Linked DNA regions of Mus musculus: all the other regions are linked to region 4. Evidence: chromatin contacts called from public HiChIP or PLAC-seq and promoter capture Hi-C data. All regions are on one chromosome and are shown on one strand. The core of a region is the stretch at or near the end of the contact, and the rest is flanking DNA. Distances in the headings are between cores, read along the strand shown. Region 1 overlaps 1700081B01Rik (a long non-coding RNA gene). Region 2 overlaps Tmem132c (transmembrane protein 132C). Region 3 overlaps Tmem132c (transmembrane protein 132C). Region 4 holds the start of Tmem132d (transmembrane protein 132D).

Region 1 (2,837 bases), core at 271-2,770, 1.7 Mb after region 4:
TGGGTAGGGTCTCTAATTCCTTCTAGAACAGTCTTCTCAGTTGACTTTGAGGATTGTAGAAGGAAAGGACAGTCTTGTTGTGTGATGGCCAGCAAGCTCATTATTTATGGCACCAGAATAATCCAGCATGGTTAAAAGGGAAGGCTTAAATAGTGATGAGGCATCTTCTAAGAGCATAGCGGAGTTAGAACTTACGGTCCATCTTGACCCAACCACCACTCCAACTATATGCCAGCCTCACCTGAAGCAAACAGCAAGCAACGTGCCCGTGATCTTTCAGAGTAGCGTTTTGACCTATTTTAACTGCAGAGCCCATGGTACCGATTCCTAACTGGCTTTAATTTCTCAACTAGTCAAAGTGATGTGCCTTTGTCCTTTGTCTTTTATTTGTATTAGCATATATTAATTATTCATAATGTGCCCTATTATAGCATTTTCATGTGTATGTGCAGTGTATTTTGATCATCTTTACTACTCATTATTCTCTCTTGTCCCCCCTCCCCTGACCATCCCTGCTGATCTGCTTTCAAGTAAGCTTCCATCACACCTCCATCTCCTCCTTCCCTTTCTCCTCAAGAGTTAGGGTTGTTAAAAAAAGACCACAGGGCAGCGAAGTGCTTATAGAATTGTATGTGCACTTTACCAGGGCTACACCAATGAAGAAAACGACTTTTCCTCCCCCAGTTGTAAATCCCTAGGGATGGGTGGGGCTTCCTTAACTCCTCCCTAACACCAGGACCAGATTATGTTGTCAGCACAGCTGTAGGGGAGCACTGAGGTGCAAAGCCTTTCCAAACCGGGAGGTGATGCCCCCATCCCTTCTTCCTCCAGTTCTTCCATTCTCTCGGCCCCTTCTGCATGCTCAGAACGACGTTTCCAAAGTTCATTTTATGTTTAAGTGACTACGCAAGGCAGTAGATCTCATTAGGTATTTTTGAACAAGGTGTACTTTTAGTAGGGTCTCCTCAATCACTCCCACACTGCTTCTTAATGCTCCTAACCTCCCCACCACAACCCCCTATATAAGCTGCCATTCCCACGAGACATGTCCTTCCTTGGCACCTTTTTTTTTTCTCCTTCTTGCTTAGGATTTACCCACAATCAGGCACACACACACACACACACACACACACACACACACACACACCATAAAGGGGCAGTGAGGATTCCCATATGAGAAAGAAAGCATGCTGCTTGTTTTTCTGTGTTTAGGCCACGGCACTTAATATTATATACTTTCCAGATCCATCCATTCATATCCGCCCCACATCCTCATCCCTCCGCCCCCGACCCCTCCACCACCACCACCACCCCCGCCACCCCCCCTCCCGCCACCTCCCCCCCCCCCCCCCCCCCGCCTCCCGCACAAAATTTTGCTCTTTCCCGAGAGTCGTAGGCGACAGTCCCGATATTCCCACTAGGTGGCGCTGGCAGACCAGCTTGTGACACGTGTTCGCCCTGCCCCCTCCCAAGAGGCACCCGCCCTTCACTCTTTCCCTTCTGGGGCTTCCTGGGACCTTTGCTTTCCAGCCTTTGCTTCCTTTCTTCCACCTTAGGAGTTCCTGCTCCGGGCGTGGGCCAAGGCTGCCTCCTCCTCTGCAGGCCTCCTGGCTGCTTGTGTGAAATGTACCTCCTCGGGGCAACCCACTAGCCCTGCTGTGGTTTTCCTTGTTAGTTGAATAGAAGACATTGCTTGCTTAAGCTCTTTTGCTTTTATATAAAACGACGGAAACCTATTATAAAATTTATAAACACAGGAAGAAAAAAAAAAAAAAAGACGAATCTCAGCCTCTCCCACGTCACCGGGAGCTATATTGGAGACCATGATTCCATCTATCTATTCCGTATCCTTACATATGCAGAGATTAATGGCTGGATGGGCAGATAAACACACGGCAGATGGGTAGGGCACTTTATGACAGTGAAATCTGACTTCAATAAAGACAATTTATAGCGCATCTATTTGTGAAAGCTACACATTCCTTTTTTATTTATAGTTAGAACATTAAGAATTCAAAATACACTTGCTGTGTTTCACAAAACAAACAACCACTGTGTGTGTGTGTGTGTGTGTGTGTGTGTGTGTGTGTGTGTGTGTTCCTCTATTCATCTATCCATGGACCATTAGGTTGGTTCCATATTGCTATTGTCAATAATGCTGCAGGGCATGTGGGAACACACATATCTTGTTTACACAGTAATTTCGTTTCTTTGGATATATATTCCGATGTGGGAATGCTAGCTTGTGTGATCATTCTATTTTCAACGTCTCAAGAAGCCTCCATATGCTTTCCATCATGGCTGGGATAATTTATATCGTTCAGCCCTAACGTAAGAAAGGAAATCCTGACGCTGGAGAGAGACAATGCAGATGATGTGCGAGATAAGCCAGATGCAGAGACACACACTTCCCTGTGGTGTATCCTAGAAGCTGTGCTGTTGATAGGATGGACCATGGGCTATGGATGAGAATGGGGTGACATCCGTTAAAGCTTTAAATAAACGCCATTTATATGGCTGCTGAAAGGGGGGGAGTCGTCTTCTCCAGCGAAGAACCTCTAATAAGTAGATAGCCCTAACCACACACACATGCATGCATACACTAAATAGACTCAGCAAATTCTGTATGTACACCTATGGGTATAACAATAATAATTAAACAAGTTCTCTAGTTTTCAGGGATGTCCAATGCTTGGTACCTACATCAGGAAACCAGAGAGATGGGCTGGACCGCTCAGTGGTTAGGAGTACTGGCTGGCTGCTATTGTAGAGGACCCAGATCACATTCTCAGCATCTCCATGGCAGCTCACAGCCATCTGTAACTCCAGTTCCCAGT
Region 2 (3,196 bases), core at 558-3,057, 1.0 Mb after region 4:
TGCGAAAGGGGTCACTACCCACAGGGTGAGAACCACTGTCCTAGGCAAGCTGGCCCAGGCCCTGTATATCCAACACTGTGCTTTGCAATGCTGCCACCACTTAACTCTCCTTTCCTAGTTTAAACCCCTCTAGAGGAGACCATCTCAAACTCTTATCTCCCATATTGATATTCAAACTCTTTTTGAAAGTTATGCTCCAGGCCTGAGACCAGGCTTGACAGCCTCCCTTTTTTGCTCAAAAGACGAGAGCCTGAGATTCTGACCTGTCTGCAATTTTTTTTTCTTTCAGCTGGAAGCAGGGGCATCTACACCTTCAAATTTACAAGCAAATCTCACTGCAGCTAATGCAACAATAGAGGGAGGGTTGAAAGTCGGCTCTCTTGACAGGAGGATTCGCCTCCCCTACCTGGCCTGGAGCAAGCTGAAGTGTCTGCTGATATCTTTGAACGTCAGAATGAGGGGAAAATGGAGAGACGGATCTGATGTTAAGAACACATTCGGCTCTTGGAGAGGACCTGGGTTCAGTTGCCAGCATCCACACCAGTCAGGTAGTTTTATAGTAACCTGTAACTCTAGTTCCAGGGGATCTGACGCCTTCTGCTGGTCTCTGGGAAGGAACACTCAAAGTTACACAGGTGTACACACACACACACACACACACACACACACACACACACAATTAGTCAATCAATCTTTTAAAAAAGAACTAAGGGAAGTAGAGATGTTTCAAGCATTTAGTTGGGAAAGGCCAGAGATGCTGTTAAAACCCTTGTGTTGCACAGGACCCCCCCCCCCCCCCAATCTACTGAGCTAGCTTGACAACTCCTGGCTCATAGAGTTTGCTGCTACATGAGATCTCACAGCAAAACAGAAGAGTTAGGGAAGGCCCATGTTCAGGTCAAAGGTCCTCAAACCATTGCCCCCCGCCCCCCCAGCCCAGTCTCCTTGTGATCGTGGTAACTGAAAAATTTACCAGAACACGGCATATTCATGTCCTTGCATTGCTGGTGGCACAGTGGGATAATCGTAGCAAAGACGCCTTGGCCTGCAGAGATGAGAGTATTTACTTTAGAGTTGTTTACACTAAGAAGTGTAACCCGACCATGTGCCCCTGGAACTTCAAAGGCATTCCTTCTGCACTGAATCTTCAGCTTAGCCTCTAGAGATGGCTGCTTCCAGGCTGCTCAGCTTCTGTGGCCCTGGCAGGTCTCGGGAGGGGGGGGGGAGGGGGGGGGATCTGATCAGCTCTGCAAACGTGACTGATTTGGAGGAGTGCTTGTTGTATTGTTGCCATGTCCCAGTACCTGACAAAAGGCGACTTAAGGGAGGATGGTTTGCTCTGGCTTACAATTTGAGAGAATGCATCCTGATGTGGAGGGCAAGGCACCACAGTGCACCAGGACTGTGTCTGGTCACGTGACATCACCAGTCAGGAACAGGAAGTAGAACTGAGGCATAAGACCCCAAAGCTTGCTCTCAGTAATCCGTTTCCTCCAGTGAGTCTCTCTACCACCTAAAGCTCACACAACCTTCTTGAACAGAGCCACCAGCTGGGGACCAATTGTTCAGTCACAGGAGCCTTTGGGGACATCCCACATCTAAAGCACAGCCCTGATTTAGACCGTCTCTTCTTAGGCATCTCGCACATTTTCCTTCCAAATTAGAAGTGGCCAACACCAGGAATATTAGAAAGACGGGTGACTAGCAAGTCATTAGATGTTCCTCCTGCGCCTGCCTCAGGAGACCACAGGGAGGTCAGTAGGCACCGCTGAAGCCGGCCCTGAGACTACAGAAGGTCACAGGGGAGGGTAACGGCAGTAGTTGTGGGTCAGAAGTTGCCAGGGAGAACCCGTCCATCACAGCAGAAGAGTGGACGGTCAGCAGCCTTTCTCGGCGTTGGCGGCTGACCCTTCCTATTCTCACCATTTGTCAAAACTGAAATCCATGGCCGGGTGCCAGCCTGGCATCTTGCCCACGTGCACTTCACTGCAGCCTCTTAGAAGCTGCTCTGCTTGGAATGTGTGTGTGTGTGTGTGTGTGTGTGTGTGTGTATGTGTCGGGGGAGGGGGGGTGTTTCAGAGCAGGGTTCCTTCAATAGAGCTCGTGGGCCTCTTGTGAGCTTGAAAAGTCAACTCAGCTGGTCTCAAGCTGCCTTTTGTTATGCATGAAGACACACAAAGGGTCGGTTCACCGTGCCAAAGTAAATATGCACTTGAGAAAGCTTTCAGATATAAACATGCTCACACGCACATGTATGTATGGGCAGATGTGTAACACCCACCTGACAGATGCATACATAAATGAATGTTGCAAGATACTGCTTGCTAACCTGTGTGCATACAGTCTGAGTTACACTACCGTATTAGTCATTTTCCTAGTTGCTTTGATAAAATAATTTACCAAAGCAATTTAAGGAGGGAAGGCTTTATTCTGGCTTACAGGACAAAAAAGAAGTCCCTCATGGGTGGTGGTGGTGGGGGTGACTTCATGGCAGCTGGTCACATTGTAGCCACAGCCAGGAAGCAGAGGGCAATGAATGTTCATTGTGATGGCCATTGTTGGTTGGTTGTGATGGCTACTCTTCAACTTAACAGGACCTAAGATCAGCTGGGAGATGGGCCTCCAAACACATCTTTGGGGGGACTGTCTTGATTACCTGGGATGAAAATGAGAAGGTACATCTCAACTGTGGGCAGAGCCATGCCACAGGCAAGAGATTCTACATGGTAGACATTGGAGTTAAGGGAACCAGCTGAGCTGCAAGCCTGTGCCCATAGCTCTCTGCCTCTTGACTACAGAAGTGTTGTGAGAGCAGCCTCTGGAAGCTCCCGCAGCTGGGCTGACCCTGTAAACTGGACTGTGAACCACGGTATTTCTTCCTTATGTTGCTTTTATTAAGTATTTCATCCCTGTACCAGGAAAAGAGACCAAGATACTTGTACCCAGTTTCTCTTTTCCCTTTTGTGCAGTGAGGGATTCCAGTCCAGGGAATGATACAGTCCATCTTCAGAGTGGGCTTTCCCATCTCAATAAGTCCAACCTAGAAACTCCCAGACAGTGGCGATTCTAGATCCTTTTGAGTCGGCACTAAGTTTAAACCATCACACCTGTTTTAATGGTACTGATATCATCTGAGACTCCCACATTTAGCCAGACAAGCTAAACCAGCTGGCTTGGGAGTCCCAGAGTTCATGTG
Region 3 (3,172 bases), core at 86-2,585, 1.1 Mb after region 4:
TAGGTCAGAGCACCTAGAATATAGCACTCATTCTGTGGGTCCCTGATCTGGGCTGTGCTGAGGAGAGGCAAGGTATACCTTATAGCCCACTGCATACCCCAGAGCCTACTGCAAGCCCTATAGCCTGCTGCTCACCTCATAGCCCACTGCACACCCCATAGTCCGCTGCACACCCCATAGCCCACTGCATACCCTATAGCCTGTTGCATACCCTATAGCCTGCTGCACATGCCATAGCCCACTGCACACCCCATAGCCCCCTGCACACCAGACTCCACAAGTCTCAGCTATATTTCTCCACACATGAATCCGAACATCAACTCCATGCAAAGCTTTGGGTGTGCTTCAACAGGAAAAGACACCTACCTTGCTTACCCTGCTATAAGAAGACACTAGTAAAAAATGAGTCATATGTAGCCTACATGAGTTGATACAGAACTGTAAGGTAAACACCAGCCCTCCAGGAGCAGGGAAGAAGGGACTTGGAGCCTCAAAAAAGAATAATGCAGGCCGAGCACATGAATAGATACAGCTTAGATGATGAGGGGTCCACTGGTCCTGAGGCTAGATTTTGGACACACACAAAGTGAGTGACTAATACAGAGCTCATCACTGGAATGCAGATGGACATAGAGTCTCTGTACCCACCAAGGTTCCTGCCTCAAGTTGCTCCTTAAGCTCCTGCCCTGACTTCCCACTGTAATGGGCTGTGATATATGAGCTAAAATAAACCTGTGCCTTCTCTAAGTTGTTTTTGGTTGTGTGGTATTCGCCACAGCACCAGAGAGGAAAATACAACACACTCACTCTCTATCCTTCAAAAAGGAAAAAAGTCCGATTTGAGCTTTAGGAGTGGCAGCTGAGTTTGTGCCTCTGCCGGCCTCCACTCATTCTGTAGGGTAATGCCTGTTTGTGTTTGTTTTGGTTGTTTCTTTTCAACTGAGCAGCTTAGCTGAAATCACGCTTTGGTTCTACAGTCTGGCCAGAGCATGTCAACCAAGCAAGCATTCCGGTTGATACTCTTCATGGCTCAGGAGATACAGCCCCTCAGCTAATCCACACATGTCGCTATGGGGGTGGGGAGCATTGCTTAGTGAGGGGAAGACTGAAATCCAAGGATGCTTGAAGCACAGCAGAACTATGCAAATGGTGAAAAACGGGAACATGGCTTAGCTTTCTCTCTCCCTGGGCGCCTGAGTCCTTCCTGCCTTAATTATGTCTTTATGGGCGATTTTTCCTCCTGGAAAAACTCATTCAAGCAAGCCAAGGATACACACATGGGAGGGACTAACTAAACTCCACAAAAGCAAGGCGGGGAACAGAAACCCCCTGTGGCTGGAGAGAGAAATTCCTTTTGAACTGAGGAATGCTAAGGTGATTGTGGGCACAGGGGGCCTTTGTGTCATTAATCTGACCTGCCTTTATCTGACTGGATTCTTCGCAGTCAACTGGGAGGCTCTGCACCATGGGAAACTGCTGGGGAATTCCTTCTGAGGGCCTGGCTTGGAGCCCTGGTACTAGATGTGTTTCAGTTTTACTTAATTTCACTGCTATAGAAAAAAAAAATGACCAGCAAGTAGCCAGCAAAATGAACCTACATGTACCTAAGTAAACACAATACTCACACACACATGGATAAATAGCTACAAAAGACACACAATGACATGTATACAGATACATATATACATATAGATACAGGTATGTACACATACACCATGCTTATGAGTACACACATAAACAAACAACGGCATACAGACATATACAACTCATGTACATAGATATATACACACAGCTACATATGCACACAATTGCACAAAGTAATGTACATGTGCAGGCATACATATATACATACAAACACACATGCAGATAGCATACACATATACACACATATGGCCATGTATAGACACACATACAGATGCACACGGGCATATATACCTGCATATACACACACACATGCATATATATATATATATATATATACACATACATGTACACATGTACACATGTATAGACATAATGCAGATATGTTCAGGCATACATATATATACTCACAATGAACACATATATAGACACAAATGTGGATACATATGTACACATGTAAACACACACAGATATACATACTAGTGCATGTACAGAAGACACACACATATAGAAACACAAACTACCTGTTTGAGTTTCTTTCTTTTTTAAAAACTTTTTTAAGAACTCACTTTAATTATTGTATATATGTCTGTTTGAGGGTGTCAGGTTCCCTGGAACTGGAGTTACAGATAGCTGTGAGCGGCCATGTGGGTGCTGGGAATTGAACCCAGGTTGCCTGGAAGAGCGGTGCTCTTAACTATTGTGCCATCTCTTCAGCCTCAATAAAACACTGTGAGAAATGAAACCTGAGGGAGAGAGGGGTTACTCTGGGCCCTAGTTATAGAGGCAGAAGCAGGGAGGGCATGGTGGTCAGAACAGGAGGCTGGCTGGTCACATTTTATCCACATTCAGGAAGCAGTGGGCCAGCTGAACAGGCTCCCACACATGATCTTAATGACCCACCTCCTCCAGTCGGACTCCGCCCCTTAGAGATTCCCAGAAGCCCCCAAACAGCGCCATCAGCTGAGACCAAGTGTTCCAACACATGAGCCTGTGGGAAAATCCTTCTCACTCAAATCACAACACCCCAGACAGTGAAAACACTGTCACACATTTTAGCAGAAAAATATTAACAATATAAATATTGTTAACAACTTTTGTTGTTGTTGTTGTTGTTGTTGTTTTAAGATGGGCTTTCTCCTCTGTGTAGTCCTGGCTATCCTAGAATTGACTTGGTAGACCAGGCTTGGCCTCGAACTCATGTCGACTCACCTGCCTCTCCCTCTCAAGGGCTGGAAGTAAAGGTGTGTGCTACCACACCTGGCGACATTATTTCTGCCAATACTTCTGCTGGATGCTTAGGAGGAGGCATCTGAGTGTCAAAATGGCAGGGTGCGTGTGATCATGCGTGCCGGATCATTAATGGGGCGGGGAAGGAGCCTGCCTGCCACTCCGTTCTTAGAAGTTCCTGGAGGGCTTCCCACAACTAAAAGCAAACTGGAGAGACAGCCTGCTTGGTTTACCAACTGCTTTCCAGGAAAGCCTAAGGACCTGGGTTTGGATTCCCAGCAGCCACATAAAAAGCCAGGCA
Region 4 (2,872 bases), core at 310-2,809:
AAATCTGGAGCTGGTACCCCAAAGATGAGGATACCCAGAAAGACAGAGGCCTTTGGGCTGTTTTTGGCAGAACAACCCTGACTCCTCTGATCTTCCCTTGGAAGTCAGGGAGCTGAAAATGCTTAAAGCTGGGGATGGTTTTGTAGCTCCCTGGTGTGGATTGCCTCCTTAGCCAGATTCTGTGAGTCCTGTCATGTTCTAACTTAAAAGTCACCATGAAGACCCACCTCTGGGGGTTCCCACAAAGGTTTAACTGAAGAGGAAGGTTCATCCTGAATGTGGGTGCTACCATGGATGGACAGAGGCCCCAGACTAAATACAGAGAGAGCAAGTTGAGCACCAGCCTGGCGCCCTCGCCCCCAGTTTCTGACTGCAGATGCCATGTGACCAGCTGCCTCATGCTCTTTGCTGCCAAGCTGTGATAAAAACAAAGATCAAAAGCAACTTGAGGAGAAGTGGGTTGGTTTCATCCTCTAGTTTAAATCCATCATGGAGGGAAGTTAGAGTCGGAATCCGGAGACAGGAACAGACACACAGAAGCAGTGGAAGGAAGCGGCCCACTGACTTGCTCTCCATGGCCTTTGTAGCTTTCCTTTCATATAAAACCCAGGACCACCCGCCCAGGGGCGGTACTACTTCCAGTGGCTCCTCCCACAGCAATCATTGATCCAGAAAATGCCCACAGGCTCCCTACAGGGCAATCTGATGGAGGCATTTAGTCAGCGGAGGTTTCTTCTTCCCAAATGACGCTAGCTCATGTCAACCGGACAAAAACTAACCAATTCATGCCTGTGAGCCCAAAACGGACTCTCTTTCCCTTAAGTTGCTTTTGTTAAGTATTTTGTCATGGCACAAAGAAAATTAACTAACCCAGTCCATTTTTATCCGCAGAAGTGAACCCACTCGTTGGAGTGATGCTGGGTTTCCTCTCTGAATCCCCACAACATCTGCTTGTTTCCAAGGCTCTGCGGAGCAGTGAGGAGGGCTCCGGCTCGGGACACTAGCATGGGTATTATGTATCTTGGTGTGAGTTCGCCTTAGATACCCTGGAAGGCATGAGTGGAGAGCTGTACCTATTAGCTTTTCAATGAAATATCTTCCCTAATGCCAATTCCCTAATGCCCAAAGGCCAGCGGGGAGCCAGGATGGAAATCTTTCAGGGACAGGAATTTGAGGGTCATTTTGGCATCCCAGGCTCACAATCTAGAGTTCACCGGAAACACTTCAGCCTATGTTAGGGGTTCCTGAACTGTCCTTGCCTGAAGGCCGCCTATAGTCAGAAGCTTTAAGAAGGCAGGGCAGATGGCCTTTCCACACCTGTTGTGAGCGTGGACATCCACGCTGGTTCTCGTGCGCGCTCCTCGGGGCTTGCGGGGTGTCCATAACCTCCTTTGAACATCTCCCTCCTATTCGAGCACATAGAGAGGGCGACTGCGAGGCTGGGCGCCCCGCAACCAGGAAGGTGGGACCTACTTTGCGGATTGGGGCTCACAGCTGTCACTCCAGAAGGGTGGGGCTTAAAAAGAGAGAGAGAGGGAGAGAGGAAGAGAGAGAAATTAGGAAGCAACAACCCCAGCCCGCCTGGGCACGCTGCTCTGGGTGCGCTCGGATGCAGCCGCCCCGAGCTCGCGCCTACTCGTCCGCGCGCCGCTCGCCCTCCGCCCCGAGCGCTGCTCGTCTCCGGAGCCGGCCGTGCGCCGGGCGCGCGTGGGGAGCCGGGGCGGGCTGGGGTGGAGCCGCAGCGCCCCGCAAACTTTGGGCGGCGGAGCGCGCGCGCCGAAGCCCCGTGGCGCGGGATGGGGGCGGCGAGGCTATGTGCCCCGGGTCCCCACGCGTGCCTGGCTACCAGCCCGGGGACCCCCGCGCCGCCTCTGCCCGCGCCCCGGGCCCCGCAACCTCGCAGCCCCGCAGCCGCCCGCGCGCGCTAGCCCACCGCAGCCTCCCAGCCGGAGTCCTCAGAGCGCTCTCCATGCTTGGGGACGCAACACCGGAGACCCCCCTTGTGGAGTGAAATTCAATTCACGAGCCAGTCCTCAGCGCAGTCGAAAGACTGAGGTGAGCCTCGGCCTGCGCTGCGGGACCCCGGAGCCTGAGCGGCCTGGCTATGGACCTGTGGGGACCCGGCACAGGGCGGCCCTGCTGCTCGGGTCCCTAGCCAGATGCGTCTTGGTCATCCAGCTCAGCTTCTCTTCTCCGGGGATCTGGCGACATCCCTTCTTCAGCCAGAGGACACCACGGAGGAGCAGAGGACCCGCGCTCCAAGTCTCCAGGATGTGCCCATCTGAGATGGGGACTCTGTGGTACCTCTGGTCTCCCGTGCTCATCAGCCTAGCTGCCCTTTTCTCCAAAGGTGAGGACGCTGGGGCTACCTGGGCCCGGGGGACTTAACTTTGCTGAGAGTAGATGTGGATGTGGGTGGCCCAGAGAGGGCCGGTGGGTGTGTGTGTGTGTGTGTGTGTGTGTGTGTGTGTGTGTGTGTGTACACAGCAGGTTTGTGGAGCCAAGGTTCCGGGGCAGACACCTTGGCAGCAGGTGATTTCCCTGGAAGTCTTGGTATGATGCCCTAGGAGAGTGTGCCTAAGCGACAAAGGGAAACGGGGAAGCCTAGTCTGCCCTGGCCCTGGACGCTTCCTAGAATTTGGTGTGGACTTCCCAACTGGCCCTAACCGGTTTAGAAATAATTCTCAACAGCCCTGCTGTGCGAGAATGTCAGCTAGTGTACCACGGGCCGTTAAGAACACAGTTGGCCAGAGACCCTTTCAGCCCAGGGTCTCCTGGGTCGGCCTTCTGCAGCTGCTGTGTGTGTATAGGGGATGGGGGTGGGGGTGGGTGGGGGGATAGGAGAATACTTCCACAGATGCTCTACTGTCTA

The links. Promoter capture Hi-C pulls out the DNA fragments that hold promoters and counts their contacts. HiChIP or PLAC-seq counts read pairs in DNA pulled down with a chosen protein or histone mark.
Region 1: a promoter capture Hi-C map of hippocampal neurons shows a contact between it and region 4, with 6 times the contacts expected there. The contact joins the enhancer-like site here to the promoter of Tmem132d in region 4. A contact is called at or near these places in 5 of 39 promoter capture datasets (the C10 cell line, hippocampal neurons, liver and 2 more), 1 of 115 datasets of contacts at active chromatin or transcription factors (astrocytes) and 1 of 9 other capture datasets (liver).
Region 2: a promoter capture Hi-C map of liver shows a contact between it and region 4, with 5 times the contacts expected there. The contact joins the enhancer-like site here to the promoter of Tmem132d in region 4. A contact is called at or near these places in 4 of 39 promoter capture datasets (the C10 cell line, embryonic stem cells, liver and 1 more), 2 of 115 datasets of contacts at active chromatin or transcription factors (astrocytes and embryonic stem cells) and 1 of 9 other capture datasets (liver).
Region 3: an H3K4me3 HiChIP or PLAC-seq map of embryonic forebrain shows a contact between it and region 4, with 13 times the contacts expected there. The contact joins the enhancer-like site here to the promoter of Tmem132d in region 4. A contact is called at or near these places in 9 of 39 promoter capture datasets (the 3T3-L1 cell line, 3T3-L1-derived adipocytes, HPC-7-derived erythroid cells and 6 more), 2 of 484 Hi-C or Micro-C datasets (embryonic stem cells and stem cell-derived motor neurons) and 3 of 115 datasets of contacts at active chromatin or transcription factors (astrocytes, embryonic forebrain and embryonic stem cells).

Annotation. Positions count from the first base shown.
Region 1 is chr5:126,732,329-126,735,165 of GRCm38.p6, reverse strand. The region is part of intron 2 of 1700081B01Rik (a long non-coding RNA gene); the gene reads right to left. Among named protein-coding and RNA genes, the nearest start is that of Gm33347, 6.5 kb to the right of the region's middle. Within about 2 kb of position 1,520, at least 23 of the 459 cell types and tissues checked have an H3K27ac peak or open chromatin away from gene starts, as enhancers often do. A contact at or near this core is called in hippocampal neurons, where this site is marked.
Region 2 is chr5:127,404,427-127,407,622 of GRCm38.p6, reverse strand. The region is part of intron 2 of Tmem132c (transmembrane protein 132C); the gene reads right to left. Among named protein-coding and RNA genes, the nearest start is that of Tmem132cos, 120 kb to the right of the region's middle. Within about 2 kb of position 1,807, at least 47 of the 459 cell types and tissues checked have an H3K27ac peak or open chromatin away from gene starts, as enhancers often do.
Region 3 is chr5:127,337,279-127,340,450 of GRCm38.p6, reverse strand. The region is part of intron 1 of Tmem132c (transmembrane protein 132C); the gene reads right to left. Among named protein-coding and RNA genes, the nearest start is that of Tmem132cos, 57 kb to the right of the region's middle. Within about 2 kb of position 1,335, at least 33 of the 459 cell types and tissues checked have an H3K27ac peak or open chromatin away from gene starts, as enhancers often do. A contact at or near this core is called in embryonic forebrain, where this site is marked.
Region 4 is chr5:128,431,764-128,434,635 of GRCm38.p6, reverse strand. Tmem132d (transmembrane protein 132D) reads left to right here and starts at 1,559. Exons shown (of 9, transcript NM_172885.2): 1 at 1,559-2,350. The coding sequence starts at 2,272.